2 separate regions of the Rattus norvegicus genome follow, and region 1 is linked to region 2. A link is a contact called in public Hi-C data. All regions are on one chromosome and are shown on one strand. Each heading gives the region's core, a stretch centred on a gene start, on an enhancer-like site or on the middle of the called end of the contact. The rest is flanking DNA. Distances are from core to core; before and after follow the strand shown.

The links. Hi-C and Micro-C count contacts between places; a contact is called where the count stands out from the background.
Region 1: a Hi-C map of Schwann cells shows a contact between it and region 2, with 1.7 times the contacts expected there. The contact joins the promoter of Reps2 here to the enhancer-like site in region 2. A contact is called at or near these places in 2 of 12 Hi-C or Micro-C datasets (Schwann cells and mammary epithelial cells).

The regions. Positions count from the first base shown.
Region 1 is chrX:35,677,434-35,683,700 of GRCr8, reverse strand. It overlaps Reps2 (RALBP1 associated Eps domain containing 2), which reads right to left and starts at 2,438. Exons shown (of 18, transcript NM_001427498.1): 1 at 2,061-2,438. The coding sequence starts at 2,294.
Region 2 is chrX:35,583,690-35,590,742 of GRCr8, reverse strand. No RefSeq gene overlaps it. Among named protein-coding and RNA genes, the nearest start is that of Rbbp7, 24 kb to the right of the region's middle. Within about 2 kb of position 5,237, at least 55 of the 93 cell types and tissues checked have an H3K27ac peak or open chromatin away from gene starts, as enhancers often do. A contact at or near this core is called in Schwann cells, where this site is marked.

The DNA.
Region 1 (6,267 bases), core at 1,189-3,688, 96 kb before region 2:
CCGGGATTTGAGCAGTTATACCTGTTGGGCCACTTAAATCTGAACTTTCAGGTTTCGGTTTAGAAGGGAAAGGGGGAAATTTTCTACATTTGTTTTAAAATAGCCAATACACTAATGAGCTAAAACAAATTAAGTCAGACAGAGCATACACACACCACCAAAGTGGTGGATAAAAGTTAGATGTCCAATAGATCCCATCTTTCATTACCCTTCCCAGTTCCCGCTGGGTGACTTTAAATGTTAATTGTTACCTGTACCAAAAGTCATTCTAATTGGTTACATGAAAGGGACTGTGTTTTATTTCTCTGGGCTGAGTAAGGGAACATAAATCTCAGACTCACAATAAGCAATCTAGGAATAGCCCCTTTTGGTAGCATCTGAAGTGGTATTTTGCACACAGTTTTCCCCTCTAAGTCTCTGTACCTTAGGTTCTTTTTAAATTATATGTTCTTCAAGAAAGCATTGGTTATCACACAGGAAAGCCCCCTCGCCAATTCCTGCAGAAACCTCAACCAATTTTCATATGCCCCTTTCTCTTATCACACTTGATGTATTACCGACCACAAATTAATCCTGGCCAGATGTACAGTGCAATTATTTGGTGCATTGCCTCGAACACTTTAGTGAATTTATTATGCTCGGCAGTATCCTGAGGTCCTGGTAATAGCTAGTTTGTTTCAGAACACCAACTCCTTATCATCACCCTGTGCAACTCAACTGCTTAGCAACTGTGGCAGAACTATCTCCTTATCACAGAATCCCACAGGAACAAACAACCATGCTAAATTCTATGAATACTAATCATGTTCAGAAATTCTCAATTCGAAAAGGTGAACCAAGTGGCTAAAATTATGCTCACAAACAAACGAGCATCAATGTCATGCACCAGCAGTATAGAACAGTCTTGAGTGCCAGAGAGAGAGAAAGAAAGAAAGAGAGAGAGAGAGAGAGAGAGAGAGAGAGAGAGAAAGAAAGAAAGAAAGAAAGAAAGAAAGAAAGAAAAGAGTGAGCCTCACAAAGGCAAAGAAAGATATGGCAAGTGAACCATAAAACCCTCAGTACTCCTTAGGAACTACATTTTAAAGCCTTTGCTCACCACTGTAAAAATTCAGTTTTCGTTAATAACTTTCACACTATTGCTTTTTAAGTAGAGGTTCATATTTAGGGCTTGATATTAACAATATTATCCCCATTTGCTGCTGGTAACATCAAATGACAGACAAAGGTTTACCAAGCAACCTTTGTCCAAGCTTCAAGGAAAGCACAAAACAAAAACAGCACCTGCTGTGAATCATTCCTTCCTCCTTTCCAGGTATGGGGCAGACAGAAAGAAGCTATGACACCCTTTGTTTCGTAACTCCATGCCAAAGTCAAGTGACAATAAGATGGGAAACTACAGCTATAGACTTCTAAATCCACCCCTGGACCCAAATAGGGAACTTACTTTGGACTTGACCAATGTTCTTGTCTTGTAGCCCTGAGTCCCTGTTCTACAACTGGGCACTAAGGTTTTCCACTTCTATACTAATAATCAGAAATACGTTAGTGAACAAATATATGTAGCAGATATGTACATATCACAAGTATTAAAAAGGGAGGACAACATGTAGCTGTAGGCCCAGAGCCTACAGGCACACATGTACACACCCTTCAAGTTCAAATCCCAGTAAGGCACCCCGAGAGTGTAGTCAACAAAGGGAGGGGCAGGAGCAAGGAACAGAGGTTAAAGCAGACAGCAGCCAAAACAAACATCACTTCCAGAACAGGGCAAACTTTGGGTCTGGGAGACTGTAGAACCCCCAGAAATGATAGGGGTGTCAAGACTTTCTCAAGGGACGAAGAGCACACCCAAGCACCGGGCTAGAAGGAGAGGAGCTGCAGAGGAGGCTGGTGTCCCTGGGGACAAGGGCGTCGCCGCCATCCTCGGCTGCAGAGCCCCCCCTCTTTTTGCCGTCCTGGCCGCCGCCCTCCAGATCCCCGGGAATAGTCGTTGTTGCTCCATTCTTCCCATAGACACGTCCACACAGACCCGTGAGGGATAAAAGAGCGCAGAGGCATACCTGGTGCAATGTCTCCGGTGGCAGCTGCGACGCTCGAAACAGATCGGCTACCGGACCAGCGGCCGCAGTGAGAATGCCAGGGGCGACCCTGGTAGCCTCGAGGGGGCCAGGTCCGGGGCCCCCGCTTGCAGCGCCTGCACAGCGCGCGAAGAGCTCAGAGTAGCACTGCTGCTCGCTATCGCTCAGCAGCAACGGCGGCCCCGCACCGCCGCCTCCGCCCGCCGCCACCTCCATAGGGCCTTCTGTAGAGTCCGGGCTGAGCGCCTTCCCTGGCCAAGGTGCTCGTGCCTCCGCCAGGGCCACCACCACCGCCTCGGCCTCCGAAGCCGCCGCCCCCACGCCCCGCAGCTGCAGCGCTGCCGCTTCCTCCAAGCGCACGCCGGCCCCGCCCCCCCGGGCTTGAATGTTGTGCCTCCGCTGCGCGGCACATGGAGACAGGCGCGGCACTGACCAATCACAGCCCAGAATCCCACCTGGGCCCCTCCCTTAAAGCCCGCCCCGCTCCGCCCTTTTGCCAGGTAAGGAACACAACTCCGCCCGCCGCCCTCCCAAGCCTTTCACCTGCTCTGCAGTCGAGGCCGGGCGGGGAGAGCAGCTGCCAACGCCCTCCAAGCCCACGCTGTTCACGAGGGGCATCTTGAGATCTCCATCCTGACTGGCAGGGGAACATCTGTACACACACAAGAAAAACAGCGCTTTTCAAGGGATGGGGAAAACTGAGATGTCTCATTAGAAGTCCCAAGCGGATGAGGAGTCCAATTAGAAAAGGAATCAGGCAAGAAAAGTTGGATTTTCCTTCTTCTAAAACTGTAAGGCCTATGTCCTGAAAAGCTAAAAAAGCGGAATTCTTATGAACGGGGTCCCAGCACCACCCCAGAGATGATGGAGTTAGGTCACTTTCTCAGGTATGGCTGTGATCTGGATTTGAGCCTTACTGAGAAGTATCAGAAGGTACCTATAAGTCCTAAAGGAAAGAAGTGGAAAAATGCGTTTTTGGGTTTTGTTTGTTTTTCAGAGGTGAGGTGCATTCTGTGCCAGTGCTCTATTGAAATCTGAGAAACGGTGGGAGACACTATCTGGAAAATTTATGCTTCTTAAGAACTGAAAATATTGGCCTCTGTAACAGTGTCCTTGATTTCTAGAAGGATTTTTTTATTTTTATTTTTTTATTAACTTGAGTATTTCTTATTTACATTTCGAGTGTTATTCCCTTTCCAAGTTTCTGGGCCAACATCCCCCTAACCCCACCCCCTCCCCTTCTTTATGGGTGTTCCCCTCCCCATCCTCCCCCCATTGCCGCCCTCCCCCCAACAATCACGTTCACTGGGGGTTCAGTCTTAGCAGGACCAAGGGCTTCCCCTTCCACTGGTGATCTTACTAGGATATTCATTGCTACCTATGAGGTCAGAGTCCAGGGACAGTCCATGTATATATAGTCTTTAGGTAGTGGCTTAGTCCCTGGTTATTTTTATTTTTTAGACAAGGCCCTTTGTTCTAAAAACACTTCTTTTGGCAGGAAAACAAGCAGCTTTTTAAAATTTTGTCCAAAATTTGTCCAAGTTCCTACCAAAAAAGTCAACACTAGATCTCAGAACTTTAAAAACCGTGTGTGTGTGTGTGTGTGTGTGTGTGTGTGTGTGTGTGTGTGTTCAAATGGGCTTCTTCCTTGATGGCTATTGCTCTAGCCAAACCTCCTATGTGGAAAGAAAGTCTATGCTAAGTGTGGTGGCTCAGGTTTGTAACCTTAACACTAGGAGTCTGGGGCAGGAGAAGCACTGAAATTTTGAATCTACTCTAGCTACACAGTGAATTCCAAGCTAGCCTGCAAAAAGAAAAACAAAGTCCACAAAATAATACACTAGAAGAAAAAAATCTGCCTCACAACAACATTGAAAATGGCAGTGTAAGTCTTATATATTTACATTTTTTCCAAAAGGAAAATCTGGTTTTATTTGTTAAGACAGGGTCTCTCTACATAGTTCTGGCTGTCCTGGAACTCACTATGTAAACCAGGCTGGCCTCAAACTCATGGAGATATGCCTGTTTATGCTTCCCAAGTGCTGGGATAAAAGGCATGTGCCACCATGCTGGGCTCCAAAAGAAAAATCTTAAGTGCCATTGTTCTTGAGAAGAGGTGTACAAATGTAACCATGGCATATGCGTGCCTAACTGCAAAACACCAACTCAAAGAGGGAAAAACTCTTTGTGCCTAAACTCTAATAATAGTACCCTTTAGACCTGGACCTGGTGGCATATACCCAGAACTTAGGATGCAGAGGCAGAAGAATATCTGTGAGTTTGAGACCAGCCTGGACTACTAAGTGAGTTTCATGCCACTCAGGCATAGATAGATATAGAGTTTAGATAGAGATAGATAGATAGATAGATAGATAGATAGATAGATAGATAGATAGATAGATAGATAGATACCATTACAAACAGTTTTGTTTTTATTACAATCATGAAGCAGTCAGATGTAGCAAAATCCTGGCACTCCACAGGCAGACCACTCCAGAGAAGACCCATCACAAGAACCGTAACATCACAAAACAACAAAAACCAAAGACAAGTCAAGAAATACTATCGATGATAACAAACGCACTTTGGTATTATAGTCAACTAAAATAAGGACCAATGGAAGGATGAGAAAAGAAGGAAGAAGTCCAAAGATAGGGAAGCAAAGAAGGAAAGGGGAAGAAAGAGATACATGAAAGAAAAAAGAACCTCAATTATGGCCAGAGTTATCCTTCCCTTTTGGACTCTGGAGAAATAAAATGCAGAAGATCCACAGTAGGGATATGACACAGTAACACAGCATTTGCCCAGCATGTGCCAAGCACAAGTCTGCTCTCCAGTACCAGGGAAGAAAAAGTAAAGAAGATTCAGCCCAAGCATGCTAGCAGCTAAGTGGAAGTCAATGTCTAGACAAGCTCCTACGCCCTGTCCATTTTTCTTCTTTTAAAGTTTCATAAGATTTTAGCATGAAAGTTGACCATACCCAGAGACATTCCTGTTATCTTTATAATGCAAACTGATCAGCCCAAAAGAGTTGCCTGTCTTTTGTAGTTTTTTGAACACTGGCTAAATGACCTTAAGCTAAGGGCAGCCAAAAATGTGTGTCTTCTCCTTGAACTCGCTCCTTAAACTGAGTATGCTCAGAAATGTTCCTGCCCATGAAGAGCTTTCGTGTTTGCATGTGTGTCCACTCCTGGAATAAAATCCCCATGCTTCTTTTGTTTACAAAAGGCATTGTTTTGGACATAACTCATTTTCCCCAGTAAAGTTATTAACATTTCAGCACTCATTTTTCCTGCCCTGCCCTTGCCTGTCTTAGCTTTGTAGTCACCAAGAGGTGAACCCAGGTTTGCTTACAAATGCAGAAAATTCCTCTCTTCAAAGCTTTCATTCCTCACTCCACATTTTGCTTCACAACTGCTGGGAGAGAAGACAGCAGCAATACATAAAGAATGAAGTAGAGAGACAGCAGAGACTGTCTAGCTCTAGAGAATTTCTCCTTCAAAGTCTCATCACTCTTCCCATGACTGTCACACCTTCTCGGGAACATAGAAGCCATGAGATAGGTTATTCTCTTCCTCCGTTTCCAATTGGTCTTAGCTTTCCTGCAGAGTAGCTCCATAACAGAGTAGTTTGCTCGATGTGATAGGCAACAAGCCTCACTTCCCCCAGGGACTCCTGCAAGAACAAGTATAGGATATCACAGCCACTGACGTTCTTCTAGTGGGATGATATAAAAAGCTTTACTCGGTATTGTTGTCCACACTATCTCATATAAGCCTCATAGTAATTCTAAAGTAGATTAGGAAGATGACAGATACACAGATGATAGATAGATAGATAGATAGATAGATAGATAGATAGATAGATAGATAGAGGTATATGTTTGATTGATTGATTGATTGATTGATTGATTGATTGATTGATTGTGACAGGGTCTCTTGTAGCCAGGCTGGCCTTGAACTCTGATCGTCCTACCTCCCTCCACATGCTCTGTACTGTGGTTACAGGTATGCAACACTGCCCCCCAGTCAGGAAGACACTTTCTTGAGCAAAAAGGCTTCACTTTGCATACCAGGATGCCCATGAGTCTATGATCCTCCAGTCTCTACTTCCCAATGCTAGCATTACAGGTACATGTCCCTGTAGTAGTCTGAATGAGAAAGGCCTCCCATAGGCTCACATATTTGGA
Region 2 (7,053 bases), core at 3,988-6,487:
ATTGCTTAGAACACCTGGGCCTTAAAGCATTGTTTGTGATGTGAGTGAAGAAGCACAGGTCTGGAAAGACAAACCATCTATTTAAGGCAGAGGCCTAATTAGTGACCTCTGTGGACAAGGTGCCCTAGTATGCTGCCTTAGATCAGAGCTCAAGTTAGAAAATTCTATGAATCTGAGGCAGCCTGTCAGTGTTTCATCCCACCCCGGGAACAGGGTATACTAAAGTGTAGTTGTCTTTCTAGAGCTTCCCCTACCTCCCACCCCCAGAGCTGCATATTTCCATTCTTTCTACTGGCCTTCTGGGTTTCTCCCCACCCCATACCTGATTTCCCTTTCCCCCTCCATCTCCCCTCTCCCACCCAGGTCCCAGCCTCCCTCTGCCTCCCATGATTATTTTGTTCTCACTTCTAAGTGAGATTGAAGCATCCTCACTTGGGCCTTCCTTCTTATTAAACTTCTTATGGTCTGTGGGTTATAGCCTGGGTATTTTGTACATTTTGTCTAATAACTACTTATCAGTGACTACATGTCATGCATGTCCTTTTGGGTCTGGGTTACCTCACTCAAGATATGAGAGATTCCCGGGACTCAACGGGGGTGACCTTAGCCAAAAATGCCCCAACAGTGGGGAGAGGGAACTCTGTCTATCCCAGTAGACAGACAGAGCCCCAAGTGGAGGGATGGTGTTACCAACCCACAGTCAAAATTTCTGATCCAGAATTGTTCCTGTCTAAAAGAACTGCTGGGACAAAAATGGAGAAGAGACTGAGGCCTAAAGGAAGCCCAGTGACTGTCCCAAATTGGGATCCTGTTCTAGGGGAGTCTCCAAGGCCTGACACTATTACTGATGCTATGGTGTGCTTATAGGCAAGAGCCTGGCATGGCTGTCCTCTGAGAGGCCCTACCAACAGCTGACTGAGACAGATGCAGTTACTTTCACCCAACCATTGGACTGATGTCAGGGACACCTATGGAGGAATTAGGGGAAGGACTGAAGGAGCTGAAGGGAAGGGCAACCCCATAGGAAGACCAACAGTTTCACCTAACCCAGACCCCTGGGAGCTCCCAGAGGCTGAGCCACCAACCAGGCAGCATACACTGGCTAGTCCAAGGCCCCTGGCACATATATAGCAGAGGACTGCCTTGTATGGCCTCAGTGGGAGAGGATTGCCTAATCCTGGAGAGACCTGATGACCCAGGGAAGGAGAATGCTTGGGCAGGGGGAAGCACCCTCTTGGAGACAAGAGGGAAGGGGAATGGGATGAGGAACTGTGGGAGGGGGGACCAGGAGAGGGCAATGGATGGAATGTAAATATATAAAGTAATTAATTAAATAAAATGTAATTACCTCAGATCCAAAAATGCTCCATAGCTCCCCAAAAGCTATCTACTGTATAGTAAGGACCTCAACATCAGGCATGAGAAGCCCCCATTTGAGGTATTGGTCAGGGATGTCCAAGAGACCTACAAAACATAATAAGCTACTGCAGTGGCCCTTGGTTCCCTCTCATAGGTGAAAGGTAAATTCCCATTGCTCAAGGGACCGTGCACTTTGGACAGGCCCAGAGGACATGAGCTGGATCTGATCTGAAAGCCTCCTTCCTGAGGACTAGCTTCCATGGGACCGGAAGGTGCCGTGCAAGCTTCCAAGAGAGGAAGCAACCAAAAGTCCTATCCAGCTCTGATACCCATGAACCACAAGAACACTATACCTATAGTATGTGCACAAATAACTTGGAGGTAACCAACGGCTCTCTAATTGGACTTAAGATCCCCTCAATAAGAGGGAAAAGCTGCCTACTACTAGAAATGTAGCCAACTACTCAGGACTAGTGACATCATGGATCTTGGAGGACAACCTACAGCCACCACTTTACTAGACCAGCATAATCCCTAACTACATTCTATATTTATCCCCATTCTCACAGAGAAATGCATCCTCACCTCTCATCGAAGAAGCTTCTCTCTGCCACAGACAGATACCAGTACAGAATACCACAACCGATCAAAAGGCAGAGTTGTGGGCATCTACAACACAATTCCTACACCTAAGGCTCAGGGGTCATTACAGAAGAGGGGGCAGAAGGACTTTTGTAAAAGTCAAAGGATCAGGAAGTTTGCTGTGATGGTGTGTCTCCTAGAAACATCAGAGAAGCTCCTCCCAGGAAGTCTCAACATGGCTGTCTAAACAACATCTGAACAGAGACAATACCAATGGCCTTACTAACGAGGAAGGGGAAAGCCCAGGAGGCCTCAATCCTAGGCGAAGAACTACAGGCAACTCAGGAGTGCTAAGGGTGAGGGAAATAATCTTCTCCAGGAAAGATACCCCCAATTGATAATCCAATTCCAAATTTTCAGCACCAAAATCACCTACATGCAAATAACACTGTACAGACTAAGAATGTCACATTTATACACTAGACATACACCATATATATGATTACATATGCTCTCACAACAATTAAAGAAAAGGGGACTGTGAATTTGAAAGACAACAAAGTGGGGTACATGGGAGTGGTTGGTGGAATTAAAGGGAAGAAAGGCATGGTGTAATTATAATTTCAAAAATAAACAAATGTAAACTATAGACTAGAATGGCAACTACATTTTTAAAAAGTTCCCATTGGGGGTTGGGGATTTAGCTCAGTGGTAGTGCACTTGCCTAGTAAGCGCAAGTTCGGTCCTCAGCTCCAGAAGGAAAAAAAAAAGGAACAAAAAGTTCCCATTGGAGTTCAGATCTCCAGCACCCACATACACACACACACACACACACACACACACACACACACACACATATATACATATATATATATATATATGCACAACATATGTGTCTGGTGTCCTGTCCACAGAAACTAGAAGATCCCCTGAAAACTGAGTGTGCATGGTCATGAACCACCATGTAGGTGCTAGGAACCAATCTGGGTCCTCTGGAAGAGCAGCAAGTGTTCTTAACTGCCGAGACAATGTCCAGACCCCAAGCAGGGGGTTCTATTATAAATTCTCAGTGCCTCACTTATATCTTTATCAGCATTATTTATCATTAACCTTAGGTGGATACTACTGAACTCAATGACTATCTCAATGATTTTGGTCTAGTGGCTTCATCTCTCTGACTTGTTCGCAAAGGGAGCATATTAACAACCATCTTTCAAGTGAACTGAAAAGGTTAACTGAGATAGGGGTATAAGCATACGTGGAACAAGAGCTGTCCAATGGTAGGAAGATCAATGTGCGTTTCCCTTACCTCTTAAGCTGTTAGTCATTTATGAATGATCACAAAGTCATACTGTCTTTCAGGAAAGTCAATCTTCTTATAGAGTCTAAGGCTCTACATTCGTTGACTCCAATGTGGTCACCAGACCTGGTGGCTAAAGTTATAATTCCACTAAGTAAAATCTAAAATTCATTCCTAAGGTTAGGGAGATGGCTCAGTGGATCTTAATGTGCTTGATGTACAAACAGGAGAACCTCAGTTCGGATCTCCAGCACCCACATAGCAAGCAAGGCGTGGCAACATCCCTGTAATCTCAGACTTGAGAGGCAGAGTCAGAAAGTTCCTGGGAGCCAGCTAGACTAGACAGCCGATGAGACCAGGTTCAGTGAAAGGACCTGCCTGACACATAAGGTGTAAAGCAGTAAAGGGAGACCCTCTGTGTCCACAAAGGGCCTCCACACACCCATGCGCAAGTACTCTCACCTGCACGTACATATGCGCGCGCGTGCACGCGCGCGCGCGCACACACACACACACACACACACACACGCACACACACACACGCACACACACTTCAGCTACCTATGGAGTTCAAGTGCAGGCTGGGCTAAACGAGACCCTGCCTCAAAACAAAAAGTTCATTTCCTCAATTATATGAACCACATTTCAAGGGTTTGGTAGTCACATGTCACTAATGGCTGGTGTGATGGCCAATACAGATGCACGACTTCTGTCGCCACAGAAAGGTCCACTGGACGAGGCTACGCCATAGTAATAATAGTACAACGGTGCCCAAGGTCTTTTTCTTAACTCAGGACACCCCAACATGTCATGCCAACCCTCGTTTGTTAATATCTCTGTGCGCCCTCCTGTGGCTGGAGTTGGGAACTGGTCTGCCCATCCCAGTCTCTGTGGAACAAGACACTTTTATAAATAGGATCGCTTAGACATTTTCAAATCTGATCATGAGAAAGAATGGTAACAATGGCGTAAATGCAGACTGAATGCTCTGGTGACTACTAAGGAAAATCGGTTTGGTTGACCACGAAATCTCAGTACTTTCTGAGCTACCTACATTTGTGAGAATGCCACTCTTCTTTAAACAAAGGATGGTACCACATGGCTGTTTGAAGTGTAGAATACCAGCGTCCCGCTAGCTCAGTCGCTGGAGCATGAAACTTAAAACTGTAGGGAGAGATGCAGGATTACTGGAAGAACATGGCAGGGGCTCTCTCGGTGGCACCTAGCAACAAGCACGCAGGAAGCCCACTCTGTGGGCCAATAGGAAGGTTAAGCTGAAACTCCACCTCCCACTGGATAAGGGAGACGCCTGATTATGGGGTGCCCGCCACCTGGCCGGTCCCATCGCTTCCTCTCACAGCTGGCATCTAAGCTCAGTTCTCCAGATATCTGAACCCAAAATTTATATCCCACTTCCTGACTCTGTGCAAGGTTGTTCTCGTGCTTGCGCAATAAAACATGGAGGCCAATGGCGCTGGGCGGGGCTTCCCCAGGAACAGTTGGCGCCTGGGAGCTGCTGTTTGCGGAGGACCCGCTCCGTGCAAGCTGGGAGAGGGAAGTTAGGGTGTCTGGTGGATCTCTTGCTACTCTGCCAAATGCGCCAACTTCGCCAGTGATCCCCTGGTGTTGTTGAGGGTAAGAGATACCAGCCCTTTTAGTAAAGGTTTTTTTTCCCTGAATGCAGTTTCAATGCACACACAAACCTGAGAACAGAAATACAAATAAACATCACCCATAATCCCATCAGCCAAGGAGAACCACATAATTAATATACCTAAATATAGGACTACATTACAGCAGGGCATAATGGCACACACCTTTAGTCCCAGCACTAGGGAGGCAGAGGCAGGCAGATTGCTGGGAGAGTTGAAAGCAAGCATATAGTAAGACCCTGTCTCAAAGGAAAAAAAAAAGTACTGCATTACGCATAGTGTTAGCTAGCTCCACCTCCCAGAGCTAGTTTACTCAGCCTTTAGGAGATGTGAAGCAATCAATGTGCTTAGCTGAAAAGCAGCCACCCCCTGAGGACTGGACCCTTGGCCAGGTGCAGCTTCCAGACCTTTCCAGGCCTTTCCCTCTAGCCCCCAAACAGGGCGTGGTCAGGACAACAGCTGGGTTGAACCAGACACAAAGCCGTCTCCTCCGTGCAGCACGTGTGTGCTATGCTCAGTACATTGTCCCTGTCCAGGAGAAAATGCCAAGTCATAGCCCTCCTATAGCAGCTGCAATCCATCGACTGGGGAGGGGGAAGGTCACAATGAATGTTTTTGTAAGCCAGGTACAAGCTGAGCTGCTAACATTCCAGATTTATCTGAGTGCACCACATTCCAGGGAACAGATAGTGTTGCTGTTCTCCCCCCCCCCCTTTTTAAAAAAGCTAACTGAGCTATATAAATCACAGACTATACCATTCATCCATTTAAAATGTACAAATCGATGGCTTTTTATTTCTTGGGTTTATTTGGACTTTAAATTAAAGAGAGGTTATTCTTGTGTTTTTGTTTCCTGTAAATTAACATGGTAAGTTTAAAAATAGAGGTCAGTTTTAAAGGCTAAAAAAAATGTACAACTGACTAGCTTTTAGTGTTCACAATATAATAGAACAAATTCATTCACCTAAAAGAGACCAGACAAACCAGGTATGGTGGCACATGCCTGTAATATCAGGATTCTGTAGGCAGGGGTACAAGAATCAGGAGTTCAAATCCATCCTGGGCTACCTAGGGAGGTCCATGTCAGTTGCAGTTGTGACTGGAGAGATGGCTCAGTGGTTAAAAGCTTTGTCTGCTCTTCCAGAGGACCTGGGTTCGAGTCCCTTCGTAACACCTACATTGCAGCTCATCTGTTACTTCCAGAGATCTTGAGCCAACTTCAGCCTCCTCGGGTACCAGATATGGACATTGTATACAGGCATACATGCAGACAAAACATATATACACATTTTAAAAAACCCTAGCCAGGCATAGCGGTGTACCCCTTTAGTCGAAACACTTGGGAGGCAAAGGTAAGCAGACCTCTGTGAGTTTAAGGCCAGCCTATTTACATAGCAAGTTCCAGGACAGCCAACACTATATACAGAGATCCTGTCTCGAAAAGCAAACAAACCAACAGTATAACTGTATTTCCAGTTCTGGGGAGCAGAGACAGGCTGATCCATAGGGCTTGCTGGCCAGCCAATATAGCCAAAACTCAGTGCACTACAGATTCACTGAGAGACCCTGTCTCAATAAATGAAGTTGTCACAGAGGGAACACAATGTCACACAGTCTCTGGCCTCCTCACAGGCAAAGATAAGCTATAAGTTTTAACATTCTACAATTTTTTTGTGTGTTATCAAGACAGGGTTTCTCTGTGGAACATCCCCAACCGTTTTGGAACTCACTCAGTGGACCAGACTGACCTTGAAAGCAGAGATCCACCTACCTCTGCCGCCCAAGTACTGGGAGTAAAGGCAACAGCACCACTGTGTTTTACAAACCTATACAGAAAAGAAAGGAAATCCAAAGGAACCTATTTTCCCTCAAACCTAGGCAAGCACTATTCTGTGTTCCCATAGATTTGCCTACTCTGGCCATTTCACATGAATGGAATATACAACATGTCCTTTTTATATCTGGCTATCTTAATTTACTATAATGCTTTCAAGCCTCACCCCTGTCATTGCTCGTATCGGTATCCATTTCCTTTTATTGCATAATGTCTCCTACTATGACTCTCCCACTCTTTGTCTTCAGTCATCAGTTGATAAGTGCTGGATTCTTTATATTTCTTACCTTTTATGAATTTGCTGCTATGAAAATTCATGTATGACT